Regions from separate parts of the Mus musculus genome. Here all the other regions are linked to region 2. Evidence: chromatin contacts called from public Hi-C and HiChIP or PLAC-seq data. All regions are on one chromosome and are shown on one strand. Each heading gives the region's core, a stretch centred on a gene start, on an enhancer-like site or on the middle of the called end of the contact. The rest is flanking DNA. Distances are from core to core; before and after follow the strand shown.

Region 1 (2,945 bases), core at 193-2,692, 180 kb after region 2:
AATGCATATATTGTTTTCTGATTTTGCTTCTATTTATGATTAGTAGGGCTGTGTATTAGTCAGGGTAGGGTAGATCGTATTGCAGTAACAACAGTTTACAAACTGTAGAGTCTTAGCCTGGGAAAAGATTCCTTCCCCATACTAAATATCAGATGCTTGCCAGTGAAGAATACCATGACACATTACTTCACATCAGGTTGTGGGCTGATGCCACACCTAGGAACAATTGATGATCACCTTGATGCAGATCAAAAGAAACGATGCCAAACCACATACTTGTTTTTAAGGCTTTTGTGAGAAAATGGCATGGCACCCATGTGTTATCAGCTGTTATAGTTCTTACAGCCTGGCCTCACTTGAAAGGGTAGAGAAGGGTATTCCTAGTACATAAGAGAACAGGGACGGTCATAAAATCCTGCGTTCTGATGTCTCCCACAGGTGGATGCTACAAGCCACTGTAAGTGAGACAGAGACAGGCAAGCTAACACAGTCCAAAGCAATGTATGTGAACTGACTGATAATGAGTTCATGAGTTCTCAACAATGTCTTGCTTACAGTAGAAATATGAAAGCAATCTTGAGGCTGAGAAATATGATTTCATCAGAATTTAGTACTGATTCTCTGTTATTTCTATATTTTTATTATTGTCTTGTGAAAATAGTTACCTTATTATATTTAGTTTTTGGATTCTGAAAAATGCCCTAGACTAAATTCTGTTTACAACACTTTGGAGTAGGATGCCATCAGATATATTATACATATCCATTTTGACTTCCACATATCTCTTGTAAATTGGGTTCAATGTGACTAGCTACCTTGTAGGTCAAGAATAAAATGAATGGAGCCCAAGCATATCATATAGATGCTCATGAAAACAGCCTGCGTGGTCTTTCTGCTATGCCTTTTCCTTCTTATTCCCATAATGTTCCATTGTAGTAAAGTATGATCAATAAGAAAACCTAGTCGGCCATCAATGAAAGGAGAGGCCTTTGGTCTTTCGAAGATTATATGCCCCAGTATAGGGGAATGCCAGGGCCAGGAAGTGGGATTGTGTGGTTTGGAGAGCAGGGCGGTGGGAGGGTATAGGGAACTTTCAGAGAGGAAACTAGGAAAGGGGATAGCATTTGAAACGTAAATGAAGAAAATATCTAATAAAAAATAAAAAAGAAAACTCTTTATTACTTCTAAACACTTCATTAGTGCTATTATTAAATGATAGACTATATAACTAGGAAACATAACTGATTTCCTCAAGATCAAATAGATTTTAAAGTGATACAAGAAGTGCAGACTTCCCTCCCTTGCTTTATACTGTGCGTCCTTTACACAAAGTCTGGCGTCTTTCCCAAAGATTGCTTTGCAAGCAAATTGAAGCCTGTTCCTCTAAGCACTGCAATCTTCTCACTGCCTATTAGCTCATTTTTTAGTTTCCTTTCCTGTCTGTGCTCATTCCTACCCATTGTTTTTATGCTTCATCTCCCCACAGAATGGGCTAGCTCCTCTAACTTCTGAGAAAGGCTTTTGCTCCTTTCCAATAATTTCTCTGACTTGTCCTGAGAGGAGATGGAGCAGGACTCTGCAAGAGAAGTGGCTCTTCTGGCCTGAGGCCTTAGGGGAGTTTACTTGAATGACAAGCTAACTGGTTATCCTCCTCAAGAGTCTGCTGTTGACAGAGAACAGCATGAGGCCCTCTGTTGCTGCTCACAGATGAGAATAGTTCTTGAAGGTAGGCCCCTGAAGATGGACAGGCTCTTATACAGTATCACTCCATGTCTCCACTCAAGCACCTGGAGAGCAGTGGAACTGTATCCGTATTCACTTTCTAGCTGTGATAAACACAGTAACCGAAAGCAACTGTGAAGGAAAGAGTTTATTTGGTTTCATACTTCAAGTTACAGTCTTTCCTGTTGGAAGATCAGGACAGGAACTTAAGGCAGGAACCTGGGGCCAAGAACTGGTGCGGAGACCATAAGGAATGCTGCTTACTGGCTTGCTCTGTGTAGCTTTCTCAGCTTCTATCCTTATAATGGCACCATCCACCAAGGACTGCTACCTCCTACATCACTTAGAGATTAAGAAAATACCTCCAGACATACTTTCAGGCCAATCTGATAGAGGCAATTCCTCAACTAGGGCTCCTTCTTCCCAGGTGAGTATCATTTATGTTAAGTCGACAAAAACTATCTGGAACAAGGTGCTTCATACATTTGAATGACACCTTCCAAAAGCTGTGACTGCACCTCAGAATAGTGCATAGTTCCCAAGGATATCTCATTTATTAGGTTCTTGCAGCCCCCAAAAAGCAACATGACATTCACGCGCACTCTATCCAAAATGCTCAGGCTTAGGTGATGGGCAGAAATCAATATTTGCCGAAGAAGAAGATGAAGTTTGTGGGTGGTTCTGTAATTCAAGATGTAATACAGAGGTGCTTCAGAGATGAATTGCAAATAAAAGGGCAGGAAGAATTTCATGAGTGTCATTTTAAAAGGCTTCATGCTAATAAGAGGCAAACTCATCCTTTGATATTTTCAAGCTTGCTGAGTAAATAACTCATAAACTTCCCATCATGATTATACGTGTGTCACTGGTGTGCTTCTGAGTCTGATTTTTTCTTTTTTGCAGGTTTGTATCAGTGCCAGAATGCCAGGATCCCAGCTAGCTCCCTGGCTCACCATTCAGCCCACACTAAGAATTCAGGGGAGGTGTTCTTTTCATGAGGCTACACTGATACTCTACCTGACGTCTGCTTGAATGGTATCATTTTTCTTGTTTTTCTTTCCTATGAATATGTCTTAGACCTTTTCTTTCCTTAGGCACATAAAGGGAGAGGTGGTGTGTATTAGATAATGCTCGTGGAATTCCTCACCTCTCACAAAAGAGCTTACAGATGAGGTATAGAAAACACCTCAGTGATTTGAGACTCAATGGCTTGCAGGACAAGG
Region 2 (3,090 bases), core at 346-2,845:
CACTGGAAATGTACTAAAATTCTCAGTCTGTAAGTGGCACTCAACCTCAACATAATTTCCTCTCCCTATGAACTAACTACCCTGACTCACCTACCAGGAGCAGATTTTTCTTTCTTCTGCATCAGAGCACTAAGGAAATTTGTTCACATCTCTCCCTTATAATAAATACGGGTACATCAGCTTTTAAGATTTCATATGCACTGATAACCATTGTCTGAAAAAAATCTAAATCTAAGTTGTATTCCTCCATCTTTCCCGTCAGCAATCCTTAAATGAACAACACCTTGCGGCATTTTGATATTACCCAGACATTCAATAGCCTAAGACTGACTGGTAGCTTTATTTCACCAAATCAATGCTGTCCACTGATTACCACGTCCACTTCTCTAGCATGAAAAGTAAATATATCATTTCATTTTCATCTTCCTTAAAAAAAAAAAGTAGGTCTCTAAAACTAGTCTCAGATTCCGGGAACGGAACTTACAAAGAGATTAGCTCCTAAATCTGGAATAAAAGAGGCACACTGGAGAAACCCGGGGCTACTTGTTTTAACAGCCAGGGAACAGTAGGTGCAATATGTATTCAAAAGGTAAATCTTGCGTCCCCGAGAACAAGGTTTTCTTCTAAAATAACCAGGGGCTGCGTGAAGGACGTCCAAAAACTGGAAGGCGGCGTGAGGGTACCATCTGGGATCAACCCAAAGATCCAAAGGTTACCAGGGCACAAATCGTGCTGGAAGGGGGATGCAGGCGCAGAGTGGGTTTTTAAGATGGTGCCTTCTCCCGGAGGCCAGGAGGCGTGGACCCGAAGGCTACAGTGCGCTGGGCTAGTGTCCACAGGGTTTCCGGACTTGCAGCTCAAGTTTCATCGGAGAGAAAGGAGGAGGCGGCAACATGCACTCAGGCATCCTAACCTCAGCCTAGAAGTCCGCGCTCTCCGCTTCGGCGCATCAGCTCGGAAGTAACGGTTCCCGGGGCACGCGGGGCTCCGCGCACCGAGCTCCACCGCCAGCCCTGGGGGCCCAGCGCGACGACCCGCGCGGCCTCGGGGGGCGGGAAGCCAGCGGTCGGCGCCCTGTTCGCTCTCCCTGCCCTTCCCGGGCCTCGCCCGGGGCGCGGCGAAAAGTTTCCAGGCAAAGTCCGCGGCGGCCGCTCGCGCAGCCAACCGCCCGGCACAACCGCCTCGGCTAGCCTCGCCGCCCGCGCCCGCCCTGCTCAACCCCTCGCTCGCCCGCTTCACCTACCACAGAGCCGGGAGAAGAGAAGCAGGGGAATAAGCAGCAGCAGCAGCGGCGGCGGCGTCGGGGCCGGCAGCAGCAGTCCGGCCGCGGGAGGAAACGCCGAGGAAAGTTGTGCTTTGCCGCCTCCAGGACACAACGGGGCCGGGCCCGGGGTCCGCGCCATGCCCGCCTTGCCCCGGCCCACCCGCTCGCCCGCGCCCCGGCGCCTCAGGCTCTGGGTGGCGGCGGCGGCGGCGGCCGCGGCGCGGAAGGGCCAGCGCGCGTGTCCTCAACCCCCGGCTCCTGCGCCGTCGCCGCCCGCCGCCACTCGGCCGAGCGCTCGCGGCTGCCTCGACTCCGCCGTCGCCGATGCCACTGCCGAGGCTGAAGCGGGAGCCGCCCGCCGCCGCCACTCCCCTCCCCGCGGTCCCCGCCCGCCGCGAACTCCTGGGAACTCGGAACGCACCACCCCGCCCTGCGGGAGGGGGAGCCGCCGACCCTCACTACCGGGACGAGCCCGCCCTCCCTGCCGCCGGGCTGCCTGGACGCCGGCCGAGCCGCCCGCCGAGTCTCCTCCCACCCTCTCTCCCCACACGCTCCTCCCACTTCCAAAAGAAAAAAAAAAAAAACTTCATCCACTTGGAAAACCGGGCTTCTCCCGAGGCTAAGCAATCTGGACCAGGCAAGGCGGCCCCGCCCCTTGGCCCCGCCTCGTCTCCCCCCCTCGCCAGCGCTGGAGATGGTCTCGCCCACTCCGCCCCTCGCGGGGCTGGGGCCGCCGGGGCACACAGAGGCGCTCCGAGGCGGAGGGCTGCGGGACTCCTAGTCCTGCCTTTTTCTCCTCCAGAGTGGCGAGGTTCCCCTAGCGGGACCAGGGATAACCAGGGGGGTGAGGGGAAGGCAAGATGAGGGTACCGGCTCTCCGCGGGTCGGAGCGGGGGGTTGCCTAATTTGGGAAGCTGGATACCGCGGGGCTGGACCAGCCTTCTCCCTCCTCACCCAGGCGTAGGGACTGAAAGGAGATTCTCCACTCCTCCCTCCTCCCCAGGAGCATCCCGGTTCTCCTCTGTCCGGGACCGGTGTTGGCCCAGGCGTTTAGCCTGCTTTTTACACCGGGAGGGAGGCTTGTTGGAAGGGTCAGCGGAGCTGCCGGAGGACAGGAGGGGGCCCTCCGAAAGGTTTGCTCTCTAGCTCTTGCTTCTCTTGGGCTGCCCGTTTGTCCACTTTCTGCGCCGGGCGACCGGCAACAGGAGGCCATGGATCTCCCATGCGAGGTCTTCGAGTGTGGTCTTGTTTTCTCTTTGATCGTTCGCATGTTCGCACTTGTAATTTTATTTTCTCGCGTGTCTCTCTTTGAGTTATTCTCAGAAAAGTGACCTCGGGAAGTATTAAACATTTACCCTTAAGAGGAGCATCTGTGATTCACCATAACCCTCCCTCAAACCCCCAAAGCTTGTCTGCCCTTCCCTCCTCCTCTATCCGCCACGCACAGCCGGAGTGACTTGACCTTGAAGCCCCAGTTACCGTAGGGGGAAGGAGATGGATGAACAGTTTGGGCTATCTGCGGAGGCGGTGGAAGCGGAGGACACCGTCCGGAGGCCGGACACCATTAATTTTATGTTGTCCTACCATCCCCACCAGATAGCTAAAGATGTGCTCCAATAAGAATAACAGCCACCCAGAGAGCAGCCTGTGGCCACTAAAGTAAAGCTTGCCTGGTGCCCACGACAACGTCGTGCTCCAGACTGAGTCACTGGGATCTCCTCGGCTTAACACACTGATTTATGATGTCTTACTCACCTCCGTAGCATCCTATCCAGTCTCTCTTCTTTTTTTATCTTGCTCCCAGCACTGGGGCTACTTGTATTCAT
Region 3 (2,711 bases), core at 80-2,579, 160 kb after region 2:
TAATGTTACCTTCCATGGCCGACGATGCATGTAAGTGCACATATGAAATAAACACACACACACACACACACACACACACACATACACACACACACACACACACACACACACAGGTACTTGTGTGGTCAGGCTTCTTTTTATGTCTAATCTCTTTAGTCTATTTGTATGGTACAAATGCCAGGATTCCAAGTTTCTTACTTTTCACCTTTACTCATAAGGTGTTCATGTTCTAATGACAAGTTCTAGTTTCCTATTGTGCATAGATGACTTGCAAACTACTCATACAGCCTACCAGAGCAGAGTTCTAGAAAATTCATTTGTACTGAGTTAGCAGAAGACATGTACTGTTCCCCTCTTTTTTTTTTTTATTTTTTATTTTTTATTTTTTTGTGATTTCTTTTTTTTTTAATTAGGTATTTTCCTCATTTACATTTTCAATGCTATCCCAAAGGTCCCCCATACCCACCACCCCAGTCCCCTATCCACCCACTCCCCCTTTTTGGCCCTGGCGTTCCCCTGTACTGGGGCATATAAAGTTTGCAAGTCCAATGGGCCTCTCTTTGCAGTGATGGCCGATTAGGCCATCTTTTGATACATATGCAGCTAAAGACAAGAGCTCCCGGGTACTGGTTAGTTCATATTGTTGTTCCACCTATAGGGTTGCAGTTCCCTTTAGCTCCTTGGGTAATTTCTCTAGCTCCCTCCATTAGGGGCCGTGTGACCCATCCAATAGCTGACTGTGACCATCCACTTCTGTGTTTGCTAGGCCCCGGCATCTGTTCCCCTCTTATATTCCTTCATATTAGGGCAGTGTACAATAATCTACCAGAGCTCTTTATTAGACTCCCAGTGGTATTGCCTCTTTTGCACAGTAGACTGTGAATATTTAGCTACATAATTAGCAAATGAAAAGAGTCATCCATAATTCCATAAAGATTCTGATTACAGAAACTACATCTTCTGGCTGCCACTTTATAATAACACCTCCAAGTGTTTGAGGTGTGGTCTGGTGATGTCTCTAACCCAACCACAACAGATTGATCTCAAAGCATTGTAGTTGGCTGTGACTGATTACTACAGTCACTGGGATATGCCTAGTTTCAGTGGAACTTTGCAAGCAATCAGATCCTGTATGAGACTAGCATTCAGAGAATCTGTCAAATCAAAGCTTACCCCTCCGTTCTCTCAGTGTTATAAGCTACAGTCAACATTCTAACCTGTAACTTCTTTTCTGGTCAAATTTTGTGGCTAGTCATGGCTTTGCTGTGGTTGGCACGGGAGCACATTCGATGAGGGATGACTCAGTCCTGCCAGTCCTTGTTCTTCTAAGCTCGAACTGAAAGTTCCATTGAGCTAATTAGCATTTGAAGTATCAGTTTGGAAGGACTAGCATGATCATTACCATCACCATGGAGAATTAGAAGAGGCTAGCCAAGATTGGTGGTGTCACTTTCTGGTCTTTTTCAGTTGACCAGAGGTCCTCTGTTACAATAGTGCTAGTGTAGCCTGGTTCCCTATCTTCTGCGAGTGGGGAATGATAGGTACAGAACCAGATACTTAGTGTTATAGAGTTTAAGATCTGATGTCCACACCATAAACAATGGGGAACAAGGAAGCTAAGGAGCTACTGCTCATTTGCCCCATTGTCTTCTCCAAGGCACGATACTCCAGCAATCTTGTAAAACCAAGGCTTTGGATATTTTCCCTTCTGTGACAGTTGTGAACCATGACTTATCCACAGGTATGGCAAATAAAAGCAGGCTACATATAATGACTATGTTTTTCTTTTATTGAAAGTAGATTTTTTTCATACAATAATTTTTACTATGATTTCTCTTCCTGCAATTCCTCTCAGTTCCTCCCTACCTTCCCTCTAGTCCCAGTCACACCCATTTTGGTTCTCCATAGAAAATGAACAGGCATCTATGGAATAATAATAAAATAAAATATGATAGAGCAAAAAATGAACAAGCAAAAAATTTGGAGTAGAACAGAACAAACAGAAGAAAGAGAGGCCAAAAAAGAGCATGAGACACACATATAGACCCAGAAACACAGTCAAATATGCACAAATCCCATAAAAACATAAAACTGGGGATCATAGTACAAACTGTTAGGATTTTTAAGGTTAACAGTTTTTTTTTGCATGTTCTTAAACAACATTATGAGACAACGAATCCCCAAAGGTGTTGTTGAGTTAATATTTTGTTGGCCATCTACTGCTTGGCATACAGCTTACCCTTAAGAGTGATTTGTTTTCCCAGTGAGACTTAATTGTAGAAAACCAAATTTTTATTTGTAAGGGGTTATTAATTGGTGATAGCTTCTGTGTTAGCGATGGGAGTATGTGTCTACTTCTATCAGCTCTAGGATCCTATCTGGTACAGACCACACAGACTCTGTGCATGCTGCTATAGTCTCTAGGGGTTCATATGTGTGTTAGTCTTGCTGTGTTTATAAGATTTTATATCCTTGGCGTTCTCCATCTGCTCTGGACCTTACAATCCACCTTCTCTTCTGCAGAGTCCCTGAGCCCTGATCAGTCGGGATTTGCTGTAGACATTCTTTTTAGGGCTGAGTGTTCCAAGGTCGCTTATTTTCTGCATAATACTGACTATGGCAGATATTTGCTCCCATTTGCTTCAGGAGAAAGCTTCTCCGATAATAGCTGAGCACTGATCTATGAGTATAGCAGAATGTTGCTAGGAGTC
Region 4 (3,030 bases), core at 178-2,677, 210 kb after region 2:
CTGCATCCATGTTCCTGCTTTATTCCCTTTCCTGATTTCCCTAGGTGATGAATTGTTACCTAGAAATATAAGATGAAATACTACATTTCATCTTATATAAGCCATTTCCTTCCCAAGCTGCTTTTGGGCATGATTTTATCCCTGTAATAGAAACCCAACTAATACAGGGGAAAAAAATGACCAGTTTGTTTTGAATAAACTGGTTACTGTGAGATTAGATGATGTGTCTTGATTGACTAGCTATGGATTGACTGGTTAGGGAGTGGATTGTGAGACAAGATCCCGCCTGGGAGCTTAGATTAAAAAACAGTCTATGGATAAAACCAACCTTTATCCATACGTATAGAAATGACGACAGCGCAAGCCATAGGACATCTGAGGAAGAAGTCATCACTACCAGCAAAATATTGTCTAGCAGGACAAACACAGCATATTTTCAAAGAAAACTGTTATGACCAAGTTTAAACACTGATGTAATGAAACCAGAAGGAAGGGAAAGGCTGATGCTACTGGGGAGATCCACAAAATAAGGTCAAAGGCAAGGCTGGCAAAAAATATGACTGGAAACACCAGTTAAAATTCCTTTTTGCTCAAGAGAATATCTTCTGTTGATCTTGAGTCCTGTTTAGCTTTTAACTAGCGTGATGCTAAAGATGCTCTCTAATGCATTCATAGACTATTGACTGACAACACTCTCCTGGGAGTGTGCGTTGGAGAATCACCAGATTACTGGTACCTTCTGGGCCTTAGAAAGCTGAGTGTAAACATTTGAAATCTGCTGTGCTCGTTAACAATTCCTCCACCCCCACCCCTGTCTCATCCTCACTTACCTTCTGGGTTTTAATTAATTAATTAATTAATTAATTCACTTTACATCTGAATAACAGCCCTTCTTCTACTAGTCCCCGCTCTTGCAGCTTCTCTCCCGAACTCCTCCACTGAGAAGGGAAGCCCTCTCACATCAGTCATTGCAGGACTAGGCACATCCTCTCTCTCACTAAAGCCACAGAAGGTAGCCCAGTTAGGGGAACAGAATCCATAGGCAGGAAACAAATTCAGGGACAGCCACCAATCCAGTTGTTTGGTGACCCACAGGAAGACCAAGCTGCTTATCTGCTACATATGTGCAAGGCCCTTAGGCCCAACCTGTCCTGGCTCTTCGGTTGGTGATTTAGGGTTGGTGATTTAGTCTCTGAGAGCCCCCAAGGATCCAGGTTAGTCGACTATTTTGGTTTTCTTGTGGTGTTCCTGTCCACTTCCACACCCTCAATCCTTCCCCCACTCGTCCACAAGACTCCCCAAGCTCCATCTAATGTTTAGTCTTTGTATCTATCTGAGTCAGCTGCTAGGTGGATCCTCTCAGGGGACAGTTATTCCAGGCTCCTGTCTGCAAGCATAACACAGCATTGTTAATAATGTCTGGGTTGGTTTTGCCCATGGAATGGGTTGAAATTTGGGCCAGTCATTGGTTAGTCATTCCCTCTGTTTCTGCTCTGTCTTTGTCCCTGCACATTTTGCAGACAGGAAACATTTTGGGTCAAAGGTTTTGTGAGTGGGTTGCTTGTCTTTATCCCTCCACTGCCAATAATATATATCCCCAAATTAAATTAAAATGGGGTACAGAGTGAAACAAAGGAATCTCTAATGTCTGAGAAATACTTAAAGAATTGTTCACCATCTTTTGTCATCAGGAAAATGCAAATCAAAACAACTCTGAGATTCCACCCTGCAACCATCAGAATGGCTAAGATAAAAACCTCAAGGGACAGCCAGCACATGCTGGTGAGAATGTAGAGCAAGGGAACATTCCTTCATTGCTGGTGGGAGTGCAAACTTCTACAACCATTTTTGAAATCAATCTGATAGTTTCTTAGAAAATTGGGAACCGTTTCTACCTCTAGACCCAGCTTTACCACTCCTGGGCATATACCCAAAAGATCTTCCACCATCTCAAAAAGACACTTGTTCAATTGTGTTCATAGCAGCTTTATTCATAATAGCCAGAAACTGGAAACAGCCTAGATGCTCCTCAACTGAAGAATGGATAAAGAAAATGTGGTTCACTTACACAATGGAATACTCCTCAGCTATTAAAAAGAAAGACATCATGAGTTCTGTAGACAAATGGACAGAACTAGAAAATATCCTGAGTGAGGTAACCCAGACCCAAAAGAACATGCATATTACGTTATGTTATATGGATATTAGTCATAAAGTACAGGTTAACCACAAGAAAGTCCTGAGGGAGGATGGTTGAATCTTTCTCAGAAAGTGAAATAAAATATATATTGAAGGTGTATGGAGGCAGGGAACTCGGTGGGAGAGGGAATATAGATGGGAGCAGGGTGTGGTGGTGGGGATCTGTTATAGTGAGAGCAGGGGACATAGAACAGAAATTGGAGGTGGGGGGAAGCATAATATCTCTAGGATGTGCCAGAGACCTGGAATAGGGTGGATACTCAAGGGTGTCTTGGGGGTGACTCTAGCTGAAACTCCTAGTAGTGGGGGATATGGAGCCTGAAGTGGCCACTTCCTGTAGCCAGACAGGACCTCTGGCTTCTTAAGAGATAGCTCTTCTTTTTCTGGTCCATCTACTGCTTACATCTGTTCCTATCAGGACATCTGGAATTCTTATTAAGTCATTGTGTAGAGCCAAGCCATACACACTAAAGCTGTGCAAATGAAGACATATCTAAAAATGTTGTTCCAGGATGCTGAGAAACAAAAGTTAAATGTATTAATGACTTCTCTTCCAACTCAGGCATTCAAGTGTGGCTTCATTTTTCTGGTGAGTAACAGAATCAACATGCTAGAAATATCCAACTTAAACAAGAATTCTAATGAAACAGAGATGATGTCACTCTGATTTTTAGCTACTTATTTCAGAGAACTGAAGGAAACACTCATCTATGATGCATCAATGCTCTAACACAATGTTTTAGAGCTAGATCAAGGAGCTGCGTGAATGGTCTTAAAACATTCATCAATAAAAGTCTGGCATGACTTTCTTGGTTTACTACTCTTTACAAT

The links. Hi-C and Micro-C count contacts between places; a contact is called where the count stands out from the background. HiChIP or PLAC-seq counts read pairs in DNA pulled down with a chosen protein or histone mark.
Region 1: a contact with region 2 is called in a Hi-C map of uterus, with 2.7 times the contacts expected there. The contact joins the enhancer-like site here to the promoter of Nectin3 in region 2. A contact is called at or near these places in 3 of 39 promoter capture datasets (the 3T3-L1 cell line and liver), 3 of 484 Hi-C or Micro-C datasets (cerebellum, myocytes and uterus) and 3 of 115 datasets of contacts at active chromatin or transcription factors (embryonic limb bud and embryonic stem cells).
Region 3: an H3K27ac HiChIP or PLAC-seq map of neural progenitor cells shows a contact between it and region 2, with 4 times the contacts expected there. The contact joins the enhancer-like site here to the promoter of Nectin3 in region 2. A contact is called at or near these places in 1 of 39 promoter capture datasets (liver), 4 of 484 Hi-C or Micro-C datasets (cerebellum, embryonic stem cells, muscle stem cells and 1 more) and 4 of 115 datasets of contacts at active chromatin or transcription factors (embryonic stem cells, kidney and neural progenitor cells).
Region 4: an H3K27ac HiChIP or PLAC-seq map of embryonic fibroblasts shows a contact between it and region 2, with 3 times the contacts expected there. The contact joins the enhancer-like site here to the promoter of Nectin3 in region 2. A contact is called at or near these places in 7 of 39 promoter capture datasets (the 3T3-L1 cell line, cranial neural crest, frontonasal cranial neural crest and 3 more), 6 of 484 Hi-C or Micro-C datasets (adipose-derived mesenchymal stem cells, cerebral cortex, cortical neurons and 2 more) and 1 of 115 datasets of contacts at active chromatin or transcription factors (embryonic fibroblasts).

What each region holds. Positions count from the first base shown.
Region 1 is chr16:46,676,474-46,679,418 of GRCm38.p6, forward strand. No RefSeq gene overlaps it. Among named protein-coding and RNA genes, the nearest start is that of Nectin3, 180 kb to the left of the region's middle. Within about 2 kb of position 1,443, at least 1 of the 459 cell types and tissues checked has an H3K27ac peak or open chromatin away from gene starts, as enhancers often do. A contact at or near this core is called in uterus, where this site is marked.
Region 2 is chr16:46,495,372-46,498,461 of GRCm38.p6, forward strand. It overlaps Nectin3 (nectin cell adhesion molecule 3), which reads right to left and starts at 1,596. Exons shown (of 6, transcript NM_021495.4): 1 at 1,244-1,596. The coding sequence starts at 1,403.
Region 3 is chr16:46,653,927-46,656,637 of GRCm38.p6, forward strand. No RefSeq gene overlaps it. Among named protein-coding and RNA genes, the nearest start is that of Nectin3, 160 kb to the left of the region's middle. Within about 2 kb of position 1,330, at least 2 of the 459 cell types and tissues checked have an H3K27ac peak or open chromatin away from gene starts, as enhancers often do. A contact at or near this core is called in neural progenitor cells, where this site is marked.
Region 4 is chr16:46,701,769-46,704,798 of GRCm38.p6, forward strand. No RefSeq gene overlaps it. Among named protein-coding and RNA genes, the nearest start is that of Nectin3, 210 kb to the left of the region's middle. Within about 2 kb of position 1,428, at least 7 of the 459 cell types and tissues checked have an H3K27ac peak or open chromatin away from gene starts, as enhancers often do. A contact at or near this core is called in adipose-derived mesenchymal stem cells and embryonic fibroblasts, where this site is marked.